5 separate regions of the Mus musculus genome follow, and all the other regions are linked to region 3. Evidence: chromatin contacts called from public promoter capture Hi-C data. All regions are on one chromosome and are shown on one strand. The core of a region is the stretch at or near the end of the contact, and the rest is flanking DNA. Distances in the headings are between cores, read along the strand shown.

Evidence for each region. Promoter capture Hi-C pulls out the DNA fragments that hold promoters and counts their contacts.
Region 1: a promoter capture Hi-C map of liver shows a contact between it and region 3, with 2.3 times the contacts expected there. The contact joins two enhancer-like sites. A contact is called at or near these places in 7 of 39 promoter capture datasets (3T3-L1-derived adipocytes, the C10 cell line, cranial neural crest and 3 more), 1 of 484 Hi-C or Micro-C datasets (nephron progenitors) and 3 of 115 datasets of contacts at active chromatin or transcription factors (effector CD8 T cells, large pre-B cells and regulatory T cells).
Region 2: a promoter capture Hi-C map of liver shows a contact between it and region 3, with 1.9 times the contacts expected there. The contact joins two enhancer-like sites. A contact is called at or near these places in 10 of 39 promoter capture datasets (the C10 cell line, the HPC-7 cell line, cranial neural crest and 6 more) and 1 of 115 datasets of contacts at active chromatin or transcription factors (memory CD8 T cells).
Region 4: a promoter capture Hi-C map of liver shows a contact between it and region 3. The contact joins the promoter of Akap13 here to the enhancer-like site in region 3. A contact is called at or near these places in 7 of 39 promoter capture datasets (3T3-L1-derived adipocytes, the C10 cell line, the HPC-7 cell line and 3 more), 1 of 15 datasets of contacts at CTCF or cohesin (the NIH/3T3 cell line), 2 of 484 Hi-C or Micro-C datasets (B cells and peritoneal macrophages), 6 of 115 datasets of contacts at active chromatin or transcription factors (the 230-238 cell line, CD8 T cells, bone marrow-derived macrophages and 3 more) and 2 of 9 other capture datasets (adipose tissue and liver).
Region 5: a contact with region 3 is called in a promoter capture Hi-C map of embryonic stem cells, with 4 times the contacts expected there. The contact joins two enhancer-like sites. A contact is called at or near these places in 3 of 39 promoter capture datasets (the C10 cell line, embryonic stem cells and stem cell-derived epiblast-like cells), 1 of 484 Hi-C or Micro-C datasets (bone marrow-derived macrophages) and 3 of 115 datasets of contacts at active chromatin or transcription factors (CD8 T cells, effector CD8 T cells and microglia).

What each region holds. Positions count from the first base shown.
Region 1 is chr7:75,478,663-75,484,371 of GRCm38.p6, reverse strand. The region is part of intron 1 of Akap13 (A kinase (PRKA) anchor protein 13); the gene reads right to left. Among named protein-coding and RNA genes, the nearest start is that of Akap13, 26 kb to the right of the region's middle. Within about 2 kb of position 3,396, at least 25 of the 459 cell types and tissues checked have an H3K27ac peak or open chromatin away from gene starts, as enhancers often do. A contact at or near this core is called in liver and regulatory T cells, where this site is marked.
Region 2 is chr7:75,504,979-75,510,786 of GRCm38.p6, reverse strand. All of the region lies in intron 1 of Akap13 (A kinase (PRKA) anchor protein 13), which reads right to left. Among named protein-coding and RNA genes, the nearest start is that of Akap13, 52 kb to the right of the region's middle. Within about 2 kb of position 3,901, at least 8 of the 459 cell types and tissues checked have an H3K27ac peak or open chromatin away from gene starts, as enhancers often do.
Region 3 is chr7:75,667,723-75,673,135 of GRCm38.p6, reverse strand. The region is part of intron 10 of Akap13 (A kinase (PRKA) anchor protein 13); the gene reads right to left. Among named protein-coding and RNA genes, the nearest start is that of AU020206, 110 kb to the left of the region's middle. Within about 2 kb of position 3,450, at least 106 of the 459 cell types and tissues checked have an H3K27ac peak or open chromatin away from gene starts, as enhancers often do. A contact at or near this core is called in the 230-238 cell line, CD8 T cells, adipose tissue and 7 more, where this site is marked.
Region 4 is chr7:75,453,839-75,459,686 of GRCm38.p6, reverse strand. Akap13 (A kinase (PRKA) anchor protein 13) reads right to left here and starts at 4,153. Exons shown (of 37, transcript NM_029332.1): 1 at 3,939-4,153.
Region 5 is chr7:75,897,513-75,902,892 of GRCm38.p6, reverse strand. No RefSeq gene overlaps it. Among named protein-coding and RNA genes, the nearest start is that of Klhl25, 52 kb to the right of the region's middle. Within about 2 kb of position 3,697, at least 29 of the 459 cell types and tissues checked have an H3K27ac peak or open chromatin away from gene starts, as enhancers often do. A contact at or near this core is called in bone marrow-derived macrophages and microglia, where this site is marked.

The DNA.
Region 1 (5,709 bases), core at 2,147-4,646, 190 kb after region 3:
CAACTACTACTTCGGACATCCAAGATCACAGCAAACCTAACAGTGATTAATAGCCATTGGTTTTTATGTTCTTATTAGCGCAGGTAGTACCATCACTTAAACTCTTTAAACAGAATGTGGCAGACACCCTAACCTTTTTATAGAAGTTCAGAAGGCTGACTTCCAGACACTGTGACAAGCACCTTTCAGCATTCCCAGCTTTAGATATGAGAGCCCATGACTTCACTGAGCCTGTAGCAAAGTAAAGGGTGGAAACAATTGCCATCTTAGTTTGATAAGACGGGAAAAAATGCACATTAAGGAAAACAAACAAAACTCCAGATTTAAGATTGTTGATAGTTATGATCAACAATTGCAATGAGTGGACCAGGGTGTAGTTCCTTAGGAGTGGAAATGAGAAAGTAAGCTATATTCTGTCAATAGTCCCCTGAAAATAGATCCACATGAATACACCAAAGCTTCTAGTGTGCTCTTCTAATTAACCACAAGTGTCTGGTTTTTTATACATGATACTTTTTTTTACTATAATTCAAGATTAATTCAACAACTGTGTCAGCCATGATACTCTCAATTAAAACAAGACTATGGTCAGTCAACTTGTACCTTACTTAAAACCTATACTTTTCTTTATACTTGCATAACTGGTTATCTGGGCCCAAATATAGCTATTCACAATTGCTTCTACTGAGGGTTTTTTAAAATTATTTATTTATTCACTTTACATCCTGAACACAGCCACCACCACCACCTCCCCTCCTTTCTTCACAGCCCTACCCTCACAAATCCTCAGAGAAGGGGAAGCTCCCCTTCGGGACCACACCCTCCTGGGACATCAAGTTGCATGTCTGACTATACTGCACTTACTCTTACCAATCTTAACTCTTTGACCCACAGGTTCCTTCATCAGGAAATTAACAGATGTGACCAGACAACGCCAATGGTTCCACCCAGGTTTGTTTTATTTTTTGTTTTTGTTTCAGTTTTGATACGTTCTCAATATATTGCTCACTCAGACTGCCTCACACTCAAGATCCTCCCTTCCTCTGCTACAGACCTTATATAAAGGATTAAGTATGTTTGCATGTTACTCACACCCCTGTCATTAAACCACTCTTGTCAAGGTTTTGTGGGGTGGGTGGGTAGGGGTGAGGTTCTTTTGGGGTCTCACTTTGCAACCCTGACTAACCTGGGACTCTAGGTAGACTTAGAGTGGCCTCTGTGATGGTTTATATATTCTTGGCCCAGGGAGTGGCACTATTTGGAGGTGTGGTCTGCTGGAATAGGTGTGTCAACTGTGGGTGTGGGTTTTAATACCCTCATCCTAGCTGCCTGGAAGCCAATATTCTGCTAGCAGCTTTCAGATGAAGATGTAGAACTCTCAGCTCCTCCTGAACCATGCCTTCCTGGATGCTGCCATGTTTCCCACCTTGATGATAATGGACTGAACCTCTGAACCTGTAAGCTAGCCCTAATTAAATGTTGTCCTTTTAAGAGTTGCCTTGGTCACAGTATTTGTTCACAGCAGTAAAGCCCTAAGACAGCCTCCAACTCAGATCTGCCTGCCTCTGCCTATAGGAACACTGGGATCAAAGATGTGCACCATAACCCCTGGTTCTCTACCAAATTTTCAGTTGAGACAGAATACTGTAAGCTTCTGAAAACTCCACAGTTCCAGTAACTATTGTCCATATGCTAATGAAAGCAGAGCACTGAAGACAAAGGAAAGTAAAGAGTCTAATTCCTACACGCCAAAATCAGTGTTCAGATGGATTTGTTAGTTTCCTCACTGCTGCAATCAAGTCTCCTGTCAACAAGCAGTTAAGAGGGGAAAGGGCCAATGGTAGTCCACATCTTTAATACTAACATTCTGGAGGCAAAGGAAGGCAGATCTCTCAGTTGCAAGCCAGCTGGGCCACACAATGAGACCATCTTCAAAGCAAACAAAAAGTTGGGAGGGGGTAATTAGTTCAAGTCCAAGGGTGCAGGTCATTATTCAAGGAAGGCATGGGACAGGGGCAACAGGCAGCTGGTCATCTGTGTTGACTATCCTGAACTGGGAGAAAACAGCAGTGTCCCCTCCTTTTCTTCAGACCAAGACCCAAGCTGATGGGATAACAGCACATTTAGACTGGGTCTTCCCTACTCAAACCCTGCCTTACTTAAACCCCTCTAGAAATATTCTCACACTTTCAAAAAGGAATAAAATTCAGAGATGTTTATGAGAGAGAGAGAAGATCCAATCTGAAACATCAGTCACAGTGCAGCATGATTTAAACATCACTTGGTGGCTATTGCCTCTCTATACTTAGGATTATAAAGAATGAAATAGCCGGGCGTGGTGATGCACACCTTTATCGGGAGGCAGAGGCAGGTGGATTTCTGAGTTCGAGGCCAGCCTGGTCTACAACGTGAGTTCCAGGACAGCCAGGGCTATACAGAGAAACCCTGTGGGGGGGGGGGGGGAAGAAATATAAGCTGTGTTTCTAAATAACCATCACACACCATCTTCCACCAAGTTTCTCGGAGTGGCACTGAGAACTACTAAGAGTTTCTTCCGCATTTCTGATATCCCCACTTCTTTTTGTCTAAGATCAAATGTGAAAATGCATCTAAAACAGGTACAACCGGGCCAGTAAGTCCGTGTGTGCACTGTCTCCCAAAGGCCTATATGTCAAAGGGGTTGGTGGCACTATTGGGAGGAAGTAGAACCTACACTAAGGTCCTCACACCACAGGGGCTTGCCTCGGAAAGAGATTAAGACTCAGTCTCTTCCTCTGCTCTTTTCCTTCCAGCAATGTAAGCACATTTGGTTTATAATGATCCAACACCCCAGGGCCAATCCATCATGGGCTATACTTTCCAAAATGGTGAGCCTCTTCATAAATTATCCCAGGTTTTTGCTATGAAGAAAGCATACTCCTCTACGCCCAAAGAATCCATAAAACTATCCATAAGCTATGCTAACTTCACTATTTAAGAGATTCTGCACATACACTTAGATTTTTGCCCATTTTCTTTTAAATGATCTTTGATAGAAAGGCCCAATCATACATTTATAGGAAATGACTAAGTTGCTGTCATCTACCTACCCCCAGAACAAGCACTATTTCTGCCCTTCCACTGCCTACTGGCTAATAATTCAAGGACTCATGCATGCTACGGTAACACTTCACATTTACACCAATTAAAAGAAAAGCCTGTTAGTGGTGATTAAAATGACACAAAACCTTTTTAGACATGTTGATAACATACAGAGTTGTAAAGCACTTAAGAGCTATTCTGGTTAGTTTCTGTCAATTTGACACAAGCTAGATTCACCTGGGAAGAGAGTACAACTAAGAAACTGCCCCCATTAGATTGGACTATGGGCCCTTTGTGGACGTTTTATTAATGATTGACCTGGGAAGGTCTAGTCCATTGTGGGCAGAGCCGCCCTTGGGTGCGTAGTCCTGGGCTGTATAAGCAAGTAAGCTGAGCAAGTCAAGGAAGACAAACCAGTCCAGCAGCGCTCCTCCACAGCCATGCTTCAGTTCTGCCCTGGCTTCACTTGACAACAGACTGAAAGATGGAAGATGAAATAAAGTCTTTCCTCCCAGAGTGCTTTCTGGTCAGTTTTATTTATCACAGCAACGGAAAAGCAAACTAAGACAACAGTCAAGATTGGAAATTTTGTAATGAAACATTTAGCTTGTTCAAGGTCCTTTTAAGTGAGTGAACGCTTACTCCCCAAAGGCAGTCATCCTTCCAAATATCTTCAGAGCCTCTTTTTCAAAGACCTTCAAATAACATGGAACAAGTCATTACTTTGCAGATATGTCTCATTTTCATTTTTTTTATTTGTATAACTATTTTTCAACCTGATGATCAGTTTTTAGCCAATCTTATTTTAAATATCTTTTGTGATATATACAGAATTTTATATATCGCCTACAAGAAAACTTACCATCCTCTACCATCTGATACCAGTTCTCTCAAAAGCCTTACCTTGATTTATACAGAGAAGGAATGAGGATCATTAAGCCCTTCTTACTTTAAGGCCTTTTCCTTTTTAAAAATTGTTTATGTGGATACATGTTTATGTATATGCATGCAGCATCCATGGAGGTCAGAAGGTGGCAACAGAGTCCCTGGAACTCGAGTTAACAGGTGGCTGTGAGCTGACAAGCAGATGCTGGGAAACGAACCTGAGTCCTTTGCAAGAGCTCCCGCTGCTCTTAAGCAATAAGCCAACTCTCCAGGCCCCCCAGGCCCAGCTTCTTAAAACTGTGGGTTAGGCTCCACATGGGATCATGAAACTAAATTGAGGAGGAAGGATTTTGAAAAAGAATAATAATAATTTGGCAGGAGTCTAAAGCTTCTGAACATGCAACAACAACTTTAATTTAAAAACTCAAATGCATAATGAAGCTGAGGCGTTTCTGCGAACACTTATCCATGTTGCATCATTCCTCACTGCGGCCTTCATTATGAAGTGTGTGCTCACTTTGCTGCACTTCATTATGAGCACACAGTGCGTGCACTGCGCTGCACTTCATTATAAGCACACAGTGTGTGTGCACACAGTGTTGCTGTCACACTACCTAACATCAACCAATGGCTGCCTGAGACCTCAGCTCAGATTAGAGATTATTATCTGTTATGATCCTTTGTGTTTTCATACAATACTTTCTGTTCATAAAGAGACATAAACAGCCAGAGCTGCCTCAGCAGGTAAAGGCTGCTGCCGGGAAAGCACAGGGACTTGAGTTCAGTCACTGGAACACACACCAAGATGGAAGGAGAGACAGAGCATGAAGTTGTACTCTGCCCTCCACATGCTCTCCATGACATGCAAAGCACACACACACACACACACACACACACACACACACACACTCAATCATACACTCTCTCACACACAAACAAACTATGCAAACAACAAATGTTTTAAATGAAGCATAACTGCTTAATATTGAAGAACAGAGACTATATATACCTCTGCCATTTTGCATTATATTTATGCAGAGTAGTATTCTCAGCACTGATTATAAAATCAAACCAACAATTAATTTTAAAAATACTGAAGATGCCAAGTCCTGCATTATCAAATATTCAGCCATGATTTTATTGTATACTGTTTGTTTGTTCCATTTCTAAGAAGTGATAAAATAAATTTTATTTAAAAATTAATTTCTTTATGATGTATTTCCTGAAAGTGTTTAATCTGTATGCCTATTTTATATATCTATATATACTCAAGATCATGTAAACGTCTCTGGTAAAAAGGGGTTACAAGTGGGAAAAGCTTAAGAAGCCCTATGTTAGAGGACCAATTAGTTCAGTGCTTTAGGAATATGGAAATATGGGAGGAAGGCAGAGACCTCCCTCATGGAGCAGAGGAAAGGTGTCATTGCTATACCAGATGTTTAACAATACATACAAACTGGAAAATGAACTTTTACTCAGAGGGTCTGATGGAGTGCTTGCCACCAGGTCTACCACTTCAGCTCAATCTCAGGTTCCACGTGGTGGAAGAAGGCCAACTCTCACAGGTTGTCTCTAGGCTCCACATGTACACCCCCCACACAAATACACACAGATAAGTCCAATAGATGGATGGATGGATGGATGGATGGATGGATGGATGGATGGATAAGCAGACAAAATGACTTTAAAAAAAACTGAAAATAGGAATAGGCCTATGAAGTAAAAGCACTCTTTGCCATCCTT
Region 2 (5,808 bases), core at 2,652-5,151, 160 kb after region 3:
AAATGGCTGAAGCTAGAAAAATCCATTCTGAGGTAACCCAGAAAGAAAATTGCCCCATGTTGTCTCCAATTTGTAGATGTTAGCTTTGAATCTTCAGGTGCGTTTGTTTCATTTGGAATTCTCATAGAGGACATGCTGGGGGGTGGGGGGGGGGAGGCCATGGAAGAAGGGAACTCTCAAGGAAGGGGTGACAGGAGAACAATAGTAAGAAAAGGGTTAAAGGTGAATAACAGAACAGGAAGAGTTAGGCTGGGTGAGTGTGCTAGCAGTTAGTAAACTAAGCACCATGATTAAGTCTGGCATTCATACTGACTTCGTTAGAATGTCACAGTTTAACAACAAAAATAACAAAATGTAAGTACTTCATTTATTGGAAATTACCAAATTAAACACTGTATTCAGGTTGCTGGAAGAGTAAAAGGGAAGTACATATCTATAAAGAAGCTCTAAAGAAATTAAAAAGCTCCTAGCATCTTTTTTTTTTACTTCAAAAATTATTCTCCAAAGGAACTCAAAACTGTCATGTGCAAAAGATATATTTGACACAACAAATCATTAGGAGGATTTGATTAGATCAAAAATGATGATTAAAGTAAAAAAAACAGAAATAGATAAAAAGGAAGTTAGTAACAGAAAGGAGACACACAAAGGGACACGCACTCACACATGCACAAGAACTTGCTCATGCACACAAGTGATTTTTAAAATGAAATAGTAACTCAAAAAGAAATCTAAACATAGACAGCAAAGACTGTCCAAAACATTTACAAGGGCAGAAACATTACATAAACCATGAATTCATACATTATGGCACTATGCTAGGTATTAAAGACAGATGAAAATATGCAGTCCCTGCCACTGAAGAACTTAGAACCAAGAGAGTATGGGGCAGAGAGGGAGTGGAGGAAGGGGAGGGGAAGGGAGGGAATGGAGGGAAGGGGGGAGGAGGAGTGGAAGGGGAGAGGGAAAGGGAGGGAGGTGGGAGAAGGGGAGGATGGAGAGGGAGCAAGAACAATTCCGAGCTAGAAGACAATACAATAATTAAGACAGAGCAGAGTATACATACTCTTTGTTTGCTGCCATGGTGACCAAGCACAACAAACTGGTTTAAAACAACAAAAGTCATCTTATCGTTCTATAGATCTGAAATGGAAGGTGACCTAATGGATCATAAACCCAGGTTATCAGAGGACTTCTCCCCTTTCTGCAGCATCTATCACAAAGTATTTATCTGCCTCTCCCTCTCTGCTTACTTCTCCTAGCTTCTGTACAGCACCTACATTTCTTGGCTGTAGCCCCTTTAATCATCTTCAAGGCCAGCAAGTCTAATTTCTCTAACTTCTTCAACTATTCTCTCCTTATCCAGCCCAGGACCAGATCCAACCCCTGGATAATCCAAAACAGCCTCCCCATTTCAAGGTCCTTAACTGTCACCTTCTCTGCACCTTCCCTCAGACCATGCTAAGTAAGGTAGTTCTAAGTATAAGATCATGGACATTGGCTGTGGCAAGGGAGAGAGTGTGGGTATTCTGTTATCTAAAGTATCGTAAAAGGCCCAATGATTGAAGCAAATAAAGTGTGTCAGCATATGGGTGACAGGGCTCATGACGACAGCATCACACAAATTAACTTCAGCTGCTTAAGAACTGATTACAATGTTGGTTAAAATGGTGGGCAAGCTATGTGGGAGACACTGCACTCGGCAGACAGAAAGACTGCATGTGCCAATGCTTATGTACATAAAGTCCCATAGAAAATCTCAGAAACACCGCTAGGAGTTTTGTTAGCACAGAACTGGTGAGTATGAGGGACAGACAGGTTCAGAAAGGGAAAAGAGTAACAGTTTACTGGTGAGGAGTCTAGGCTTCTTGAACTCTAGGTACAATAGCCAGCCATCAACAAACAGTCTAAGCAGGACAGCAGCCATGACATGTATGTCCGAGAAAATGATTTCTGCCTGTGATATATGGTAATGGACATAAAAGGACAAGCTTGTGACTAGAAGCTGGGAGGTACTACTGAAACTATCTCAGTAAATTATAAAAGGCTGTATGCCTAAATATGGCCAGTGCAAACAGGGACAAAGGGGAGGATAAACCTGAAAAGGCTTTGAAAAAGATCAGAGTTAGCACTTGCAGCTTCAAAGGTGAAATCGCAGGCATTTACCAAGCGTTTCACCTTGGTTTAGATTACTGACAGCACTAGAAGGAAGAAAACATTGAGCCAATAACTTGAGATGAATATAGAGTTGATTCTAGGGACGCCACTTTTGAGATGCCTTTGCTATAGTCAAGAATAACAGCTGTTGGCAGTGAAGAAAAGAGAAATGGACACATGGATCTGAAGCTCACAGGAAGTCCATTAGAACACAGGTTCTGACAGCACTAACACATCAGCAATCATCTACACTATCACTCTACAGCCCAGAAAAGCCTAGAACTCTCTAATTCAGGATGGCTCTGGTTTATAAGCCAAGTTCCTGTCCTGTCTCAGTTTCCTGAGTGTTTTGATTAAAGGCATGAGCTGCTAGAACCTGTGACAAGAATTAATTAGAAGGAAGCCAGGAAGGTTGGAGGAACAAGACTGGTTATGATATAAAGCATTAAAGCATTCTGGCAATACAACAACAACAAAAAATGGCTCCCGATGATGATGTAAGTTTTAAACTGTTAAATAATATACAAAAGATTTTAAGGAAAAAAAAATCTAAAGCTGGGCATAGTAGGACATGCCTTTAATCCCAGCACCTGGGAGGCAGAGGCAATCAGATCTCTGTCAGTTCAAAGACAAGTCTGGTCTACATAGTGAGTTCCAGGACATCCAGAAATACATAGTGAGGAACCTTGTCTGAAAAGAAAGGAAAAAAAGGAAAAAGAAAAAGAAAGAAGGGAGGTGGAATTATACAAAATTCTTAAATTTAATAGTTTGGTGAAGAAAGTCTAACAGTCCTGAAAGTGACCAACTATTCAAAATATTCAAGGTAATATAATTCTAGTTAGTACATACAAGATATTCTAAAAATCACAATTTTAAATAGGAATTGTAAGAATGGTATTCAAAATGTTAAAAAGATACTAATCTGTATTTCACTTGGAGAATGCCTAAGATTGCTTTAGTATGTCAATTAAAACTGCAAAAGAGACTTAATAATGTATACAATAATTACACTTAAAGCGACCAGAAGTCTAATGTAGGCATGTATCACTCCATGCTACAAGGTAAAGAAGAAAATAAAAGAGAAAGACTATACTCGATGACTCAAGGTACAATTATGGGTAATTTTATTTTTCCATTTCATGTCATGAAGCTTCCGTGAGTTAAATTCTCCATAATATAATTCTTCATAAATGCTCCAAATAAGCATCTATTACTAAAAATCAAGATAAATGAGGGGCTGGCAAGATGGCTCAGTAGTTAAGAGCACTTTCCGCTCTTCTAGAAGACCCAGGTTCAGTTCTCAGGACCCACACCAGGCAGCTCATAGCCATAACTCCAGCTTGAGGGGATCTGATGCCCTCTTTTGTCTTCTGCAGGCACATGTACTCACTCATTCACAACTCCTCTCCACCATACTCCTCACCACCACCCCGCCAACACACCCGAAATTAAAAAAAATCAAGAAGTGATATATTTGTTAAAGAGATGTTTAGTTTCCTTAAAACTGCTTAAGGCAATTATATGCCTCACCCCGTAAAGGGGTCTTACTTCTAAACAAGACATGTTCCTACTCCTATCTCTTTTCATGGAGCTTTGGCTTAGAAACTTTAAACAAAGCACTTGTTACAATTAAATAATGTCGTCAAACTCAAACTGATCCTCCACCAAGAGATACAGTTCTATAAAAGGAAAAAGGCCATAGCACACCAATAGCCTAAAATAAAAGCAAATCATGTGTTTATTACCAGAAAACAGATGTGTGCAATGGGCCTGAAGCAACAGCTGTGTCCAAGTTCAGTGGCATACAGACCTCTCTGAAGAGTTAAGAGCTACAATCAGACACAAGCCATGGTGGTGGTAAGACGACAGACCTCCATCGACTTCTACAATTCCTCCTCTCTGTACACTGCTGATAGAACAAGCCTATGCCTCCCGAAAGAAAGGCAGTCTGCTAAGGTAACTACTGTTGGTTTCCTCTGCCTTTATTTTTATAAGGTTCTTCCAGGCCAATTTTATTGCTTTATATTTACTGGTTTGTCTGTTCATTTTTGAGACAGTGTCACTGTGTATGTAGTCCAGGCTGGCCTGCAAGTCAGAGAGATTCTCCTTCCTCTTGCTGTCTGCCTCCCAAGCCCCAGACATGCAACCAAGTCCAGCATTCTTCACAGTTCTTACTTTCCAAAGCACTTGGCACAATAGCACAGTAAACAGGCCACAGCCCAGCACACTCAGGATCCTGAGGCAAGAGGATTACTGCGAGTTCAAACTCCTACTTCAAAAAGAAAAAGAAAAGAAAAGAATAAACTACCACAAAGAAGAATAAACTCATTTTGGAGATAAACACACCTAAATTAGAACCTCATGTATATTTTCAAAAGCTAATAAAAATAAAAAATGCAGACATATAAGGTAAGGGATTATTTCTTTAACCTTTCTAAGCATCAGATGCCCAGACAACAGAAGAGGGATCACATGATCACGTCCTTGTTGTCATGGAGGAGAAAACAAGAAACTGTTACCAGAATGCCCAGTGTCTAACACACAATGATACACACAATGACAGGTTTTTATTGTTAGTTCTCAGTGGGCTGTGGAATAGAATCTGCAGATTCATAACCACATGGACATTTATAAGCTCAACAAGAACTCAGATTAATAATTTAGCATAAGTTGAGGAGGTTCATAGTGGAGAAGAAAGCTGCCAATATGAGCTGTACACTGGAACTAAGAGCAGTGGTTATGCACTGTAGGTCCTTATGGGTATCCCAATAAAGGAGTGGCTAGGGTTAGTTTTTAATCACCAACAGTCTATTAACTGTCATTTCCAATCCAACACAGTAAGCTTACATAAAATGCCAACTGCATACATCCAAGCAACTAAACGGATTGCACACCTCTGACTTTACTTATGGGATGTATAAATGATGAAAACGTTACCAGCAGATGGTTAGAAAATGTAATGACTCTTTTCTCAATCTGAGTTGACACATGGGGAAGTGATTAGACTCTTCTAGAAAATTAGGAAAACAATGTGAGCCAAGAAGGATATGTTTCCAATCCAGTATTTCCATCTTTAACCCTATAATGCTTTTCACAAGCAATGAAGACTGATTTAACAGTCCTTTCTAAGCTTTATCTAACTAAAATAAAAAGCAAAATGACACTCTCTATAAAGTGACACCAGTCCAGCCAGAGCTACATAATGATGCCCTGTCTAAAGAAAACAACAACAACAACAACAACTATTTAAAGGAGCAATATGAATTGACACCTACAAGAAACAAGTATTCTCTACAAGCAGCAGAAATTTCTTCACCTTAACTCTATCCAATTCTTTTTGGTTTGTTCTGTTTTTGAAACAGGGTTTCTTTATGTAGCTCTGGCTATCCTGGCTCTCACAGAGATCCCCCTGCCTCTGCCAGTGCTGAGATTAACTGTGTGCACCACTTCACCCAGCCTTTGTCCACTTCTTAGGAAGGAATATGCTGAACAATGATTCGAGAAATCTAATGACAGAATGACCAGAACGTGAAGCTCTGTGGGCAGCACTTGCTTACCATGTGCAGGGAGGGCCCCGAGTAGGGGTCCTATCTACTATAAGAAAATAAAATGTAATTAGTGTTGTCAACTTGACAGAATCTACAACTCCCT
Region 3 (5,413 bases), core at 2,201-4,700:
TTAGATGACTCTAAAGAGAGCTAGGATTGAATCCTCCGAAATAAATAAAGCTGTTATTAAAGTTAGAAATATAATACTGGGCTGAAAAGCACCTGAAAAAATGTTCAGCATCCTTAATCATCAGGGAAATGCAAATCAAAGCAACCCTGAGATTCCACCTCACACCAGCCAGAATGGCTAAGATCAAAAATTCGGGTGACAGCAGATGCTGGCGAGGATGTGGAGAAAGAGGAATACTCCTTCATTGTTGGTGGGATTGCAAGCTTGTAAAACCACTCTGGAAATCAGTCTGGTGGTTCCTCAGAAAATTGGACATAGTACTACCGGAGGATCTCACAATACCTCTCCTGGGCATATATCCAGATGATGTTCCAACCGGTAAGAAGGACACATGCCCAACTATGTTCATAGCAGCCTTATTTGTAATAGCCAGAAGCTGGAAACAACCCAGATGCCCCTCAACAGAGGAATGGATACAGAAAATGTGGTACATTTACACAATGGAGTACTACTCAGCTATTAAAAAGAATGAATTTATGAAATTCCTAGGCAAATGGATGGACCTGGAGGGCATCATCCTGAGTGAGGTAACCCAATCACAAAGGAACTCACATGATATGTACTCACTGATAAGTGGATATTAGCCCAGAAACTTAGAATACCCAAGATATAAGATACAATTTGCAAAACACATGAAACTCAAGAAGAACGAAGACGAAAGTATGGACACTTTGCCCCTTCATAGAATTGGGAACAAAACACCTATGGAAGGAGTTACAGAGACAAAGTATGGAGCTGTGACGAAAGGATGGACCATCTAGAGACTGCCATATCCGGGGATCCATCCCATAATCAGCTTCCAAATGCTGACACCATTGCATACACTAGCAAGATTTTGCTGAAAGGACCCAGATATAGCTGTCTCTTGTGAGACTATGCTAGGGCCTAGCAAACACAGAAGTGGATGCTCACAGTCAGCTATTGGATGGATCACAGGGTCCCTAATGGAGGAGCTAGAGAAAGTACCCAAGGAGCTGAAGGGATCTGCAATCCTATAGGTGGAACAACAATATGATACCAGTACCCCCCCCCCCCTCGGAGCTCGTGTCTCTAGCTGTATATGTAGCAGAAGATAGCCTAGTCGGCCATCAGTGGAAAGAGAGGCCCATTGGTCGTGCAAACTTTATATGCCTCAGTACAGGGGAATGCCAGGGCCAAGAAGTGGGAGTGGGTGGGTAGGGGAGTGGGGGGGAGGGGAGGGTATGGGGGACTTTTGGGGTAGAATTGGAAATGTAAATGAAGAAAATACCTAATTAAAATAAAATTAAAAATGTATTGGTTTAATAAAAATATTGAATGCCAAAAGAAAAAAAGAAATATAATACTGAGAGATGTCTTAATCTTGAAAATAAAAGCCCCAAATTACAAATCTTTAAAGCAAAACATGAAGACAGGGAGCAGAGAAGCAACTGGGAAGGACACACAAAGCAGTAAGCTGAGTAAGAATCTATTAAATTATACTTCATCAAATTAGAAATCTTAGCTAACCAAGACATTTTTACATAAATGAATAGGCAAATGGTATAAGAGAAGGTGTTTGCAAATCATGGATCTAATAAAGGAACAGTATCCAGGATATATATCATCCACTCCTCGGTAGCAACAAATAACCCAATTATTTTAATGGGCAAAGATATGAACAGATGCTCTATACAGGAAGACACACGAGTTGCCAATGGACAAGTGAAAATCTGTTTAATATCACTAGTTGTCAGGAAATACAAATCAAAACCATAATGAGATAATACTGCATGGATACCAGAAACAGTAACAGTGGAAACAACTGTTTGTTACTAAGGATGTAGAATAACTGAGATTCTCATACATCACTAGTGAGAATACGAGAGAGAGAGAGAGAGAGAGAGAGAGAGAGAGAGAGAGAGAGAGAGAGAGAGAGACACACGGCCAGTCTGTGAGACAGCTTGTCTCTTGGATGACTACAAATTCCAAACCTCACTCCCAGGGCTGTAAAGGAGAAACACTATTCTTCAGATTTATATGCCATCTATGTGACATTATATATGCCATTTATATGAGAATCTCAATCAGAGAAAAATCTTTGATGGGGAATATTTTTTGTTCCTTCTGATGGGTTGGTCATTGAGAAGGGATGCCTTGTAAAGAGACTTTCCATGGTTATACTTATATAGCCTATGTGTTCATGCAGCTCCAGGTTACAAAGGTAGTGGGTGTGTTTATCAAAAACGACCAAGCTAGGTGGTGGTGGTGCGCGTGGTTAATTTGAGCACTCGGAAGGTAGAAGAAGGCAGATTTTGAGGTCAGCCTTGTCTACAGAACAAGTTCCAGAACAGTCTGGTCTACCCAGAAAAACCCTGCCTTAAAAAGCCGACTGACTAACCAACCAACCAACCAACCATCAACCAAAGCCAGACAGTGGCAGTGCATGCCTTTAATTCCAGCACTTCTAGCAACTAGAGGCGGAGGAAGCAGGTGAATCTCTGTGAGTTCTAAGACAGACTTGTCTACAGAGCAGATTCTAGTATAGGCTACACAAAATGGCTCTGTCTTGAAAAACCAGAAACAAATGAATTTTTAGGGTTTATATACACAAGTTATACATATATTTATATATAGTGTGTCTCCCTCAAATTCATCAACCTTAGAAGAATACTGATTCTAAGAATTTACACCTGTGTACGGAAATATCTGTAATTTGTTTTGAAATCTATCATCAAGTTTAGGAAGATGGGGTAAAGAGAACACACTTATGTAGTAAGTAAACATAATAAAAATGATGGCGGCTGGAAGATAAATGGATGGGTGCTCTGTGCAAAATTCAACAGTCCTTTTTTTTTTCCTGTACTTTTATAACAGTATTTAGGGGGAAATACCTGTTTAGTTCTCTTAGAAAGTTATACTATCTATATCTGTATCTATAGAAAGATAAACACTATATTGCTAAACACAACAAAGACAAAACTACCACAAATTTTATACAGTTACTATAGCTAAAGGAATCATGTTTAATACTGCCAATAAATAGCCTTTCATTTATTCAGCTAGTATTTATTATTTATATTATACATAAGACATACTACTGCCTTGAAAAACAACTAATATTTTAAACACTCACGACATGCCCCAAGTCATGTTATGTTTTTATGTATTCTACCTAAGAATCTTAAGTCCTGAATCAGTTATTATTTTATGATTACATACTTTCTTTCTCAGATAGTTCCAAAAAGAATTGCAGGATTTCATCTCAGTTTAAAAACAAAGTATAAATTTATGCTGCTGATCTAAAAATGACCCTAGGAACAGGCAAATATTTGTAAGAATAAACATAAAGCCCTCAACACTCACCAAAGAGTCACATTTCCCAGGAGGCTCGTGTTGTTACTGAGACCTCGGAAGGGCTAAAGATAAATCCATGGCTACAGGAAGTGAGCTAACGCACCACTCACAGTTCACAGGAAAGCATGTGGCAATGGCTCGCCTAAAGATTCCCTCCAAACCCCAGAAGACTGAAAGAGAAGAACTTAAGGCCCTGGGAAGACACCAAGTAACTGACGCTGCACAGCACACACTGTAAGAATGACTTTAGGAAAGCAGAATCGAGGGTCTGTCTACCAGCTGGTTTTTAGAGCCATGCTGAAGAAACTGAAAGTAAAGCAACAAGATAGGGAAGAGATGTTAAGAGTCAGGCCTCGATGCAAATCTTAGTTTTTCTCAGTCACTCAGTTATTTTACACAAAATTGTTTACCAGTTGTCTTAGGGTTTCTATTGCTTTGATAGAATATCATGACCGAAAGGAACTTGGGGAGAAAAGACTTTATTTTACTCTATATCTGTATGACAGTCCAACACTGAGAGAAGTCAAGGTGGGAACTCAAAACAGGGCAGGGACCCAGAGACAGGAGCAGATACAGAGGCCATGGAAGAGGCCTACAGGCTCTGCTCAACACGGCTTGCTCAGACTGCCTTCTTACACCAAGGATTGCCAGCCCAGGAGTGGCCCCACCTACAGTGAGCTGGGCCCTACCCCATCAATCACCAATCAAGAAAATGAAGAATTGTCTTAGCCACTCTGGAACCCTTCTATCCCATCCCTCCCCCCCCCTTTCCTCTAAGAGGGCGCTCCCCCACTCCCACCCTGGAAAAATATGGAACACTTCACAAATCCTTCTGCAGGGGCCATGCTAATCTTCTCTATTCAAATGACTCTAGTCTGGATCAAGTTGACATAAAAGTAGCCAGCACACCAATCAAAACCTCTGTTACTTGTATGGTATGAGGGACAAAAAAAAAAAAAAAATCTGGTTGCTGGACTTATGAAATGAGATAAACATATATAGAAATATTCAGGTGAATGAGTGACTTGTCAATATTATTAAGTAGGCTTTAATTTTATCAACACTAGGAAACTCAGTTATTCCAAGGACTCTTGGTCATCCCCACCCCCACCCTGACCTGGTCCCAGGCCATCTGGACATTCCCACGCACTCATGAGGAGGTGAAAGTTCATTCACCCTGCCTGGCTTTTCTCTAAAGCACTGAAGAGTTTACAATGTAGGTGGAAGTTTGTCTGAGTTACAGGCTTCAGCTTTAAAAACAGTTGTTGTCTATTCTCCCTGGGAAAAAATGTGCAGTATCTAGCAAAGGTCCTTTTTATAAATTTTCTTCTGCACAGAGAGGGTGTAATACCAGTAACAAACTGTTCACATGCTATATATCTAAGAGATAGGCAAGCAAGTATTTCCTGAAGGAAAATTATTCAACTTAAAAAACAGAAGTTAAGCTGGAGAGACGGCTCAGCAGTTAGTTAAGAATGTCTGTTGCTCTTCCTAAGAACCTAAGTCCATTTCTCAGAATGAATGTTGGTAGCTTATACAATATGTAATGCCAGCTCTAAGGGACTCAACGCCTGCTTCTGCCTCCATGCGCACCCCCAGACACATACTTAAACATAAAAATAAATCTAAAAAATCTTTTTACTATTAGTTAGACAAGCACACATAATTGCTTGATAATTTTAAAACTATTTATTATGCAGCTCCAGGCATTATGAGCTAACTTTAGGGCTAGAATCTTTAACCTGACTTCTCCATGAGCAGTGAGGCCCATATCCCTCCTAAAAGTGTAATTTAAAAAATGCATTTGTGATGGGTTTAGGAACAGAAGGAAGGGAAAGAGCGAGGAAGGCAGGCAGGTAAAACAAAAAAAACATTGGTTTTTCTCTTCCTATATAGCTTTAAAGGCAAATCTTCCCTTCTTCAATCCTGTGAGACTTGGCTGAATTTCTACATCCAGCTCACAGTCCTTCTACCCTAGCCTCCTGAGTGCTGGGTCACAGGCATGTGACACCGTGCATAGCCAGCAAGTGACAAGACA
Region 4 (5,848 bases), core at 2,904-5,403, 210 kb after region 3:
AAGAAAAAAGAAAAAAAAAAAGCACCCCATTACCCAACACAGAATTCAGACAAGCACAGTATTTCAGTACTGGATCTGCAAGTCCAACCTCTTAGCAAAGACTGATGAAAATGGGTTTGATCTTATTATGATGACTGTATCAACACCAAGGTGACTAGAAAACTGTAAATGTGCGACATGGGCATGAAATAAACTTCTTCCTACAAACAGCTTCCTTCTCTCTTCCTCAAAACAGTAAGCTAGGCAGGCCACACAACACAGGGACAATCACTTCCATGTGGATATCCATCCTTATCAGTATTAACTGTAGCTCAGGACTAACTTTAAGACAAGCAAGCATCAGGTGGCTTGGTCTGGGATGTTTATCCCTACAATCTCAGGTTTGATCAGGTAAACAGTTCTAAAACTTATCTACTCTGTCTGGCACTTTAAACATTCTGAACTAAGTTGGTACAACTGACTTTAGCCACTGCTCCTCTCTGTAAATAGTGGCACTTGAAAAAGCAACTGAGTGGTGTACTCGAGTCTCTGAACTATGTATTCTGCTGACACTCCATCCCGTTCTACCTTGAGCAAACCTGAGAAATGTCATAAAGCCACAAATATTATTTTCAAGACCGAAGTAAAACAAAGGGTACTGACTATAACTCAAGACACTATGGTGGTCTGAATGAGAATGCCCTCATAGGTTCATAGATGTGAATGCTTGCTCATCAGACAGTGGCACTATCTGAAAGGTTAGGGGGTGTGTCCTTATTAGGCAATGGGGCTATATGGAGGGTCAGGGGGTGTGGCTTTTTGTGGAAAGATATGGTCTTATTGGAGGAATTATGTCACTGGGGGTAGGCTCTGAGGTTTCAGAAGCATAAGCCAGACCGAGACGCTCTCTCTCTCTCTCTCTCTCTTTCTGTTGCCTGAGGATCCAGATGTAGAACTTTCAGCTATCTCTCCAGCACCATTTCTGCCTACATGCTGCCATGCTCCCTTCTATGATGGCAATGGACTCAATCTCTGAAACTGTAAGCAAGCTCCAGATAAATGCTTTCCTTCATAAGGGCAGTCATTTTCATAGTGTCTTAAACACTAAGACAGACTCTTGCTAGTACTGAAAACAATCTCTCTCTTGTCATTTCTCACACTATACAGCTGTACAGATTTCATTCCTACCAAGGCACCTGGGATCCCACTCAAAAGAAAGCTAACAGGTGACAAAACGGTATAGCCTCTCTCATCCTTCTGTTCAGAGGACGTCTTTTACATTTATTTGTCTTTAGGGTGGAAGTTAATTCACAAGTGTGAATGTGGAGGTCAGAGGACAAGTTTCAGGAGTTTGTGGGACCTGAACTTGGGTCATCAGGCTTGGTGGCAAGTACCTTTACCCACTGACCCACCTTCTGTTCGGAACCCTCACTTTAAAAACACTTTTTAAAAGCCATGTAAAACCGTACCACAATGATCTTTTTAGCCACCAGGAAGCAGAATATTGGACAGTGTACTAAGTCTCCTAGACCATTTCATGCATTCCTAAGAACATAATATTACTACCCCTTACAAGGAAAGAAGCAAGCTCCAGAGTCAAGTGCAGTGCTCAAGGCTTCAAAACCGTGGAAGGAAAGCTGAGGATCTGAACTCAGATTTACATAACTCCAAACAGGGAATTTCTTCTAAACTATGCTCCCTCCCAATTTCACAATGAAGGACTGGGAAGAGCCATGAATGAATCTGTTCAGTAGCTTAAGAGTCTCAACAGGGAGAGTGTGAGGGATGCATTTCAAAACTGAAAATTTCTTTTTTTTTTTTTTTTTTTAAGTCCAGAGTGTACTCTTTAAATCCCAGTTATTTTCTAGAACAAATCAACAAAAAGAGTTTTTAAAGCTGGGAAAAGTGATACACACGCGTTATCTATCCCTAAGGAAACCAAGGCAAGGAAACCTTGAGCTCAAAGCCAACATACACTACAAGGCAAACCCTACACACACACACACACAGACAGAGAGGGAGAGAGGGAGAGGGGAAGGGGGGAAGGGGGGTGCTAGGCTCTTCATTCCAGCATGCAGGCAGACAGATCTCTGTAACTTTAAGACCAGCCTGAGCTACACAGTAAGACCCTATCTCAAGAGAGAATTAACAAAGTCTCCTAAAAGTAAAGTAAATTTCACCACAGATGTGCAAGCTAATTGTCATTTTGTACAAGGCCCCAGAATTAATGGGTTTCTCCTGTGTACACTATCACTAGCCAGTGAAAATCACCTCACCTAAATCAAACAAAAGCTAAACACCAACTGTGTGGACTTTTCTAGAAAAAAAAAAAAAAAAAAAAAAAAAAACAACACACACACAGAGCATAGCAAAATACCACCCATCACAATCCTTAAGGTGTAAAAAGACTAGAAAAGACCATTTATACTACACATAGTTCCCATTTAGTGAAGCAAATACCCTAGAACAAAAGTATGTGTAGCATGTTACCACAGTCCAGAGAAGGTGTCCTGGCCACCCGATTTTGCAGTATTTGTTTATATTATGTAACTAACCAATAACTCCCAACTTCTGTCCACCTCCTTTGCTCACCACACCCACCCCAGAAAGGAAAATTAAGCACAAAGACTGTGAGTCCTGAATCCCTGTGCCTTCAGAATATTTTTCCTTGGTTTCATCAGGTAAACGAAGCTGGGTTTCATACAAAGAAAAGCCAAAAACAAAACAGAAAACCCCACACACCACTTGTCCATGTTATTCACATAGAAAAAAAAAGCAAAATGCCATGAGCAGTAGCCTTCAAAGAAAAATTTAAGTTTAACAAATGTCAAAGAAATACAACTAAAATTAACATGAAGTGACGGGGGGAGGGGGGTGGGGGGGAGGCATTGTGTTTCAGTATGAATGATAGGGTTCTCTCTTGGGAGCTAAAACTGAATTACCATTACAGCGCAAGTCTAGTCAACGAAATGCAGCGGAATGATTCCCAAGAGATGATGGTGTACAAAGTGACACACTGGTTTATCTCAGAGTCATCTCGACTGATAGGAACTTCTTTACAGACAATGAATGCACGTTCAAGAACTGGAGCGCTCCTCCTGACCCGGGCAATCCAAAAGTTTGGGGGGTGGGGGTTTAAATGAGTAAGTGACTTCGGGAAATCATGAGGGTAGTAACAAAAAACAGACAGACAGACAGACAGACAAAAAGGCACATCACTTTGTAAATCTGCTCAACGCAATGAACTCTCAAAATAACTTCATTATGAAGGGGAAAAGCAAAGACTGAAACACTCAGAGATTGCTCAATCCATTTTCATTGTGAACTCCTGAGTTCACAGTAGAGTCTAGACACTTAGAGTTAGCCAATATTTTCAGCCGAAAGACAGACACTTTCTTAGCGAGAAATAAACTGAGGGTGCGTCTCGCACCCCAGTTAAGTGTCAGCGAGCCTATTTACGAAAAGCAGTGATTCGCTAGTTCTCAAAGTGCTTGCACTAGAGCTCGAGGGGCAGAGGAGTCGAATGCGCCACCGTTCCCGGGGCGCCCACCGCGCCCCCCTCCCCATCTCGGGAGAAAGCCCCCAAAGGTGGCCGGGGCGCGCAGTGTTTACCCGGCTTGACTGCCCCGGGGAGCTGCTCGTTCCCGGAGCCGCACTCTCTGTTCGAGCGGCGCGCCCCACCGAGCAGCCGTCCCTCAGAGGAGAGCCGCAGCCGGCGCCACAGAAGCGGGCAGCAGAGGAACGTGGGTCCGAGGAGGCCGGGATCGGCGGCCGCGCTATCCACCCCTGGCTGCCGATGCTAAGAAGGGTCCGCCACCCGCGTCGCGCCCGCGCGTCCCCGCGTCCCGCAGCTCGCGCGCGCGGCCGAGAGCAGCCGAGGGGGAGGGGCGGCTGCGCGCGCGCCCCCTCCTCAGACGCCCAAACTTCCCTCAACTCCCTCAACTAAGTTGCGCTCTCACCGTGCGGCTCCCCGGGCTCCCCCGCGGGCCGAGCCGGAGCAGCTCCGCGCCTTGGCCGCGGAGAAGGACAATAGGCGGCCGCTCCCTCGGCGGCGGCGGTGACGGCTGGAGCAAGGAGCAAGCACGGCGGTCTCAACCGAGCCCAAGAGCTTAGCAGCAGCAGCTCCGGCTCTGCGACCGCCCTGCACACAGACCTGCCCACCCGCGCATGCGCCGCCTGCGGCCCGGGGTGGGCGGTGCAACGAGCCAAGCCTAAAAGTTTCTATTGGACAATTAGACTACCCATCATGTTCTGTGAGCCCAATAGGAAGGCTTCTTGGCAGTTGGCTCTGGTTGCTAAGGAACGATGAGGTTGACCGCCACTGCTGCCAGGCGGCAAAGTGATCAAAGTCGGGTGGCTGGCAGCAGCTGCTGGGGAAATGCCCACCCACCTTCTCCTATCCGCCCCATCACCGGAAGCCACCCTTCCTCTGTGCGCCTGGTGCTTACCTAAGTCGGAGCACTTACCACACGTTGACGCTAAGACTCAATAGAGTCTTCTTAAGAGTCCAAGGTGGAGCGGCACAAAGTACTCAAGTATGTTGGATGGGTGAAGATTGTCACAGTGACTTTGAGCTATTCGATCACCACAAAATCATTGCCTTTGAGTTGCTATGGACTTCAGAAACCATCTAGTTGCTTCGGAGAAACCAAGTATGGACATGTTCCAATGGTGACCCAAGATACTACATTAATTGGTACAAAAAGAAACTTCTTTTTGATAGTTACATATTGTAATGTGTTATTAAGGGAAAACATGCCTATAATGCCAAACTATTTTGACATGTTATTTTTTCGGTCAATAGAAAGTTGGGGGGGGGGGGAGCCGGGGATTATGAATATTACGCAAGAAATGTGAGGTTTTCTGTGCAGTTTAATATTTATTGTGGTCGAAGTAAGAAAGGTAGTTTCCTAGGAGGAGAAGGGTATTGACTGGGAAGGAACAGAATGGAATCTCTGCGAGTACTGGCCTTGCATTTTTATTTAGGTGATCAAAACATATTAATATGAAAATATTATGTGGCTGTACCCCTAAGATAAATACCCCATTGGGGGACAGTTTCCTTTAAGTATTGGACTCCCTCTGGCCAACCATCTCCCAGTAGATGACCCAGCACCCACACAGCTATGGACAGTACAAGTTGAACACAGTGGATCATAAGTTTTTTTAAAGAGCAGAAGGAGAATAAGAAGTTGAGAGGGATGGGTTGGGAGAATGTGGCCAAAGTATATTATATGAATGAAGAAAATGTTCAAAGAATTATATGAAAAGATTAACTTCATATAATTTCAAAGTCAGTTTAAAAAAAATAGTAATACAAGATATGGACCTGCCAAAAACTGCAAGAATGGAAGTCACTGTCATTTGGGAAGTTTTAATCCAGACAAGGTCACTACCATCATGAAAATATTTAACAGAAAGTATTATCAGTGCCTGGTGATTGTACCAGGCATTTTCTGTTGTTAAATGTCACTTTCCCTTTTTAAAATTATTTTAATTGAAAAGATGCTTCATATAACATGTTTTGATCTTGTTTTCCCACTCTCCAGTTCCTCTCAGATCCTCCCCACCTCCCTACTCATCCAACTTCATGTTTTTTCTTTTCTTCTTCCTTCATAAAACAAAAGCAAAAAGTACGAAACACAAAAATGGAAATCAAACAATCAAATCCAGGATCAAGTCCAAAAAGAAAAAGAAAGCCAAAACACAGCACAATGAAACAAAAAGTCCACAAAAATACCACTGAGTCCATTTTGTGTTGGCCAATAACTGGAACATGAGGCCTGCCCTGAAGTGTGATTGATAAAACCAGTGAGAGTGCATTGGAGAAAACGGATTATCCCTTTGCCAGGGCATATTGATTGTATAT
Region 5 (5,380 bases), core at 2,448-4,947, 230 kb before region 3:
GAAAGGTTGGAAAGAAAGACAGCAGAAGGATCTCTTCCGATCTATTTGGGAATCAAGGGTTTCCCCGGGCCATGAGTATGGAGGAGAGGTGATCTGTTTCTCTGTCTGGGAAGCGGGGGTTCAGGGTTTCCTCAGACCATGTGCATGTTGGAGACACTTGCAGAGAAGAGGCTACAAAGGGTGGACCAGGAGGAGCAAGAGCTGGGAAAAAGTCCTCTGCACCAGGAAATAGCGGGAGCTGAGGTCTCCTCAGTGTCTCAGAACCTAACAGTGTGTCCTTTAGGGAAGCAGCCTTTGGACACACAGCTCAAAGACCCAGGTCAGTAGCCAAGAGAGAGATAGGAACAAGTCCCATTATACCAAAAGACCTCACCTAGGTTTCCTCCCATCCTCAGCCCAGTCCTACCCTGCAAAGCCAGTTGTGGTTCAGAGGGTGTGATGCTGAACAAGAAGCTGGAAAGGGGTGGCACCAATTAGTAATGAAGATTGAGTTGTAGGGACTATTTGAGCTGCCTAAGAAGTGGATGTCCTGTTTCACAATGAATTGGGCCTTTTAATACATGGAAATGAGGCCAGCTAGGCTCCAAAGAGGCTGTGGAAGGGAAGATGGGCTCTGTCCAAGATCTTCTGAGCATGACAGAAAAAAAATAAACCACTTCCTTAGTTTCCTATGGAATTCAATCCACTTTATGCAACAGGCTGGTTGCTTCCTTTTAGTCTTCCCCCTTGATCTAGGATCTAGCCTTCTGCACCCTACCCTGGACAGGCTGGAGACTGATCCATACAGACTACAGCCTATGACAAGAGTCTCTCTTTGATGTTTTCGGTTCTAGGATGATGACAATTGCCATATTGCCAGCTCTGCATGTTTCCACATCTTTAGTTTGTTCCTTGAAGTCTTATCCACACCTCTGTTGTTAGACCCGTTATTAAAGTCTTCTCCTTCAGCAGGTGCCCAGACCAACAGCCAAACATTAGAAGGACCCTGCAGAAGATGGAGAAAGAAGAATTGCAAGAGCCAGAGGAATCAAGAATACCAAAAGAACACAGCCTACAGAGTCAAATAACCAGGATTCATAGGGACTCAGAGACTGAATCAAAAATCATGAAACCTGTATGGGTCTGACCTAGGTCCTCATATGTGGTATGGTTGTGTTGGAGGATGTTCTTGTGAAACTCCTAACAGGGAGAGCAGGGGCTGTCTCTGACTCTTCTGCTTGCTTTTGGGACCCTTTCCTCCTACTAACTTACCTCGCCCAGCCTTGATATGAGGACTTGTGACTAGTTTTATTGTAACTCGTCAGGTCATGTTGGGTTGATATCCCTAGGGGGCCTACTCTTTTATAAGGGGGGGTGAGTATGGAGGAGAGGGAAGGTGAGGGGAGCCAGGATACTCTCTACATGCCACCAAAGGAGAAAGGTAAATGCTCTTCAATCTACTATGATGACCTGCCTGCAAGATATGCTTGTGCAATAACGTCACAAAGCTTGTAAGAATAGCCAACCAATATCAATAAAATGGAATCCATGCCCAGTGCTGCTTGGGTGATGGAGATCCTGAAACTCAATAGGCTGGGGACCTAGGGGGAAATCAAATACTACTGCTCTACTAAAGGAGCATAGGGAAGAAATGACTTGTAATGACATTCTGTTATACTCGTAGATCAGTTCCTTGCTCATCCATCATCAGAGATGCTTCCTCCTGCTGCAGATGGCAACAAATACAGAGACCCACAAGCAAACATTATGCAGAGCGTGAGAGACCTTGGAACATTGATCTCTAAATGGACTGTCTCCATCAAATCTCTCCCCTCAAGGCTCAGGGAACCCTATGGAAGAGGAAGATGAAAGAAAGTAAAGGCCAGAGAGGATGGAGGACTCCAGGGACTCAAGACTGTCTAGACACAATAGAATTGGTACACATATGAACTTACAGAGACTGAGGCAGCATGCACGAGACTGCATGGGTCTGCACCAGGTGGGGCCCTAGAGCTGAGAGGAAAAGGGGACACGAGCCACCATGCCTAACCAAGAAGCCATCTTCAGTTGATAAGTACTTGCAAATGAAAAATTAGTTAGGGCATCTCCCTAGGGAAAGCAATCTTAAGGGCAGGCCCCATGCCCATCAGTAGATGGCCAACACAAAACAAACTCAGTGCCATTTTAGGAGGTTCTTTATCTCATCTTGTTGTCAGGGCTTCCCCCACCCCCACCCCCATCTAACAGGTACTTTGCATATATATTATGACTTCTGGTTTGAAGCTTTTATAGGATTCTTGTTAGTGTAATGTGTGTGTTTCTGTGTCTAGGCATTTCTGAAGTTTTTTCTTTGCTTTCTTCTTTTGTGTTTGTTTGGTTGTCTTGTTATTCCAATTTGTTGGTCTGTTATTTATTTTATTGTATTCTGCTTTGTTTTATTATTCCTTAGATGTCTGTTTGTTTTCTATGGAAAGACAGAAAGGGGGTAGATATGGATGGGGAGGGAGGTAAGGAGGGACTGGAAGAAGAGGGAGGGGTCACTGTAATCAGAACATATTATATAAAAAATCGATTTTAAATTTCTTTTTAATCTTTCAGGTCGTCTGAATGAATTCTTGTATTTCCCAGATGAACTCGGTTTCCTGCCTAGACCCTAATACATGTGGGATGGATGGGAGCATCTTTCCCTTTGACTACAGAGATGGGGCAAGAGTGGGTGGAGAAACAGTGACATTTGAGGGAGCATGAAGTAGGCAAGAAAGAGGAAGTGCTCCTTCTGTTGGCTTGTGTTTTCTTTAGGAAGAAAGATAAAATTAGAGATTAAAGTGGAAGATAGACAGTGACATTTTGAAATCACCAGTAAGAATGAAAGTCATCTCGGTACATTTTTTTAATTGAAGATAAAATAAAAATAAAGTAAAAAATAATAATAATAATTAAAGGCTGAAGTCATGGAAGGGCACCACTCTGAACTTTCACCTGATTCCCCTCCTCCTTTGTGTTGAGCCACTGAGTCAGGTCCTCTGCACCTCAGGGCCTTTGCTCTGTGCACTTAGGAACCAGTAAACAGAAGAACAAAGAAGGTGGTTGCCCAAGCACTATGAGCTCAAGAGCTGAATAAGGCACCCTGTGTCCCTAAGAGAGGAACTGGTCACATTCCCACTGACCGTGAACAAGCAGCGTGAAGGGACCTCACATTCTTATCTCACACCTCGGAACACTGTGCCAGCGAGAGGTGCCAGAGGGGAGCTGACGACTCATAACTAATGAAAGGTCAAGGAACTGAGTGTGTAATCCACAGGCCGTAAACTCCCTTTTTTGATCACTTGAGACAGTGTGGCAATGTGGTACAAAAGGTTCTTCCACGACTTTCCATTTGGATGATCGTTGACATTCACTGGGTCTTTGTTTGCTCCTGAACAAAAGGAGAAGAATCGACCTTATCAATCTGAACAAAGCTCTTGGCCCTGAGCTCCAGAAAGGAGCTCTATAAAGGCCGCTTTATTGAAGGTTTGTTTTGATATGACCTTCAAGGACCTGTACAGTACCAAAGTGTCCGGATGGAAAAGCAGTGCAAACACCACTTACAGGACTTTGGCCACTGTGATATCAATTGTGTGCGTATGTTTAAGTATCCCCTGAACCTGGGGGTCATACGTCACAGCTATTGCAAATGACTCAAAGTCAAGCTTCTAAAGGGCACGGGAGACAAGTGCTGCTTAGACACTAATGCCCTGCAGTGACAAAGAATCAACTACAAGGCAAATGGGAGATAATGCATCTGTAACAGAAGATTCTGAGAGCTGAACAGCTGGGCTCATTCTCTTGGGAATCACCTTGCACACACCATGGGAAAACTCCAAAGCTTTCTGCAGAAGAAACTATATCTATATAGCTCTTGGCCTGAAACCCCTGCTCCGTGAGGGTGGAGTGGGGAATGAAAGGCAAGAGAAGAAAGATGAGGCAGAAGTGCAAGGAAATTAGCTTGTATACTCAAGAAGGCTAAAGGAGCAGCAGTAAGGGATGCTGAAGGCCAGGGTGCTGGTCCAAGTTGGTGGACAGTATGCTGATGTCGGTAATAAGTCTCAGTGGGCCTGGGACTTCACCATCTCCTCACCAAGACCATCTGAGAGTCTGACTTCCTTACAATCCAAACAGTCCCCATTGGCCCTCTGCCCTGGACCTGCAGCATTGCAGACTAGTTGTCTTCTCTCATAGTGTAACTCATGTATAATAAATCATCTCTCTCACTATCTCAAATATATATGTTAGCATTCTGTCCAAACTGCACCCCACAGTTACCTGGCAACAGCCAGGTAGGTCTGACCCACTATAAAATGGGCTGCTTGCCCCCTCCTTTCTCTCTTGCCTCTCTCTCTTGCCTCTTGCTCTCTTGATTCCTCTCTCTCCCCATTCCCTTCTCCCCTCTCTCCATGTGGTCATGGCCAGCCTCTACTTCCATACTCTCTCCCTCTCTCTGCCATTCTCTGCCTCTACTACCCTCTTAACTCCCACTCCCCATGCCCTGAATAAACTATTCTATACTATACTGTCATGTGGCTGGTCCCTCAGGGGGAAGGGATGCCTCGGCATGGGCCCACTAAGGCACTCCTTCCCCCGCACCGCACCCCCATAGAACATATTCTTATGCCTCTTTATCTTTTTATAAACACATCAATATCTTTTTTCTTTTTCCCACCATTTTATTTTATTTTTAAATACCACTTTTAATTAATGATTTGAAAGTTTCATACATGTAATTTTATACACAACAGAATTTTCTCAGGTGTAAAACTAAAATAAAATTATGTTATTTCCATGGAAATGGGTGGAACTAGAAAGCAGAATATTATACTATATATTCCGATCATAATCTCCACCACCACCTTCAGCTCCTCCTAGATCCCCCGTCTCTGCTCCACCACCCCCAGATCTTCCCTCTCCATCCTCACTCTCCACTCACCTAACTTCAAGCTTTCTTCTCTCTTCTTTTAAACCATGGAGTTAGTTTGTGTTGGCCAACTACTCGGGAAATTAGGACCCGCCCTGTGGTCCCTACCAAGCATCCCACCATTCTAAACTCTATGAATACTGAACAGGAGATAATCTTTCTACGTATGTTCTTCCATGGTAACACCTTCACATAGTAACTGCGGCATTTGCTCGGGGTGATAGGAGGTTAGCTGGAGAAAGAGAAATTTAGAGGAAAAATAAGGCCAACTGTGATGTTCAGATGCAAGGAACTAGTCTGCTCATTTGCAGTAGATTCACTGATCCACTTCCATGACATCAATCACGGTGACTAGTTTCATTATTAAAACAGCCAAGGCATTGCTCACAGTCAGCTGATGAAGATCTGACATAATTACCAATATTCTTAAAGCACAGAAAAATAAGAAGG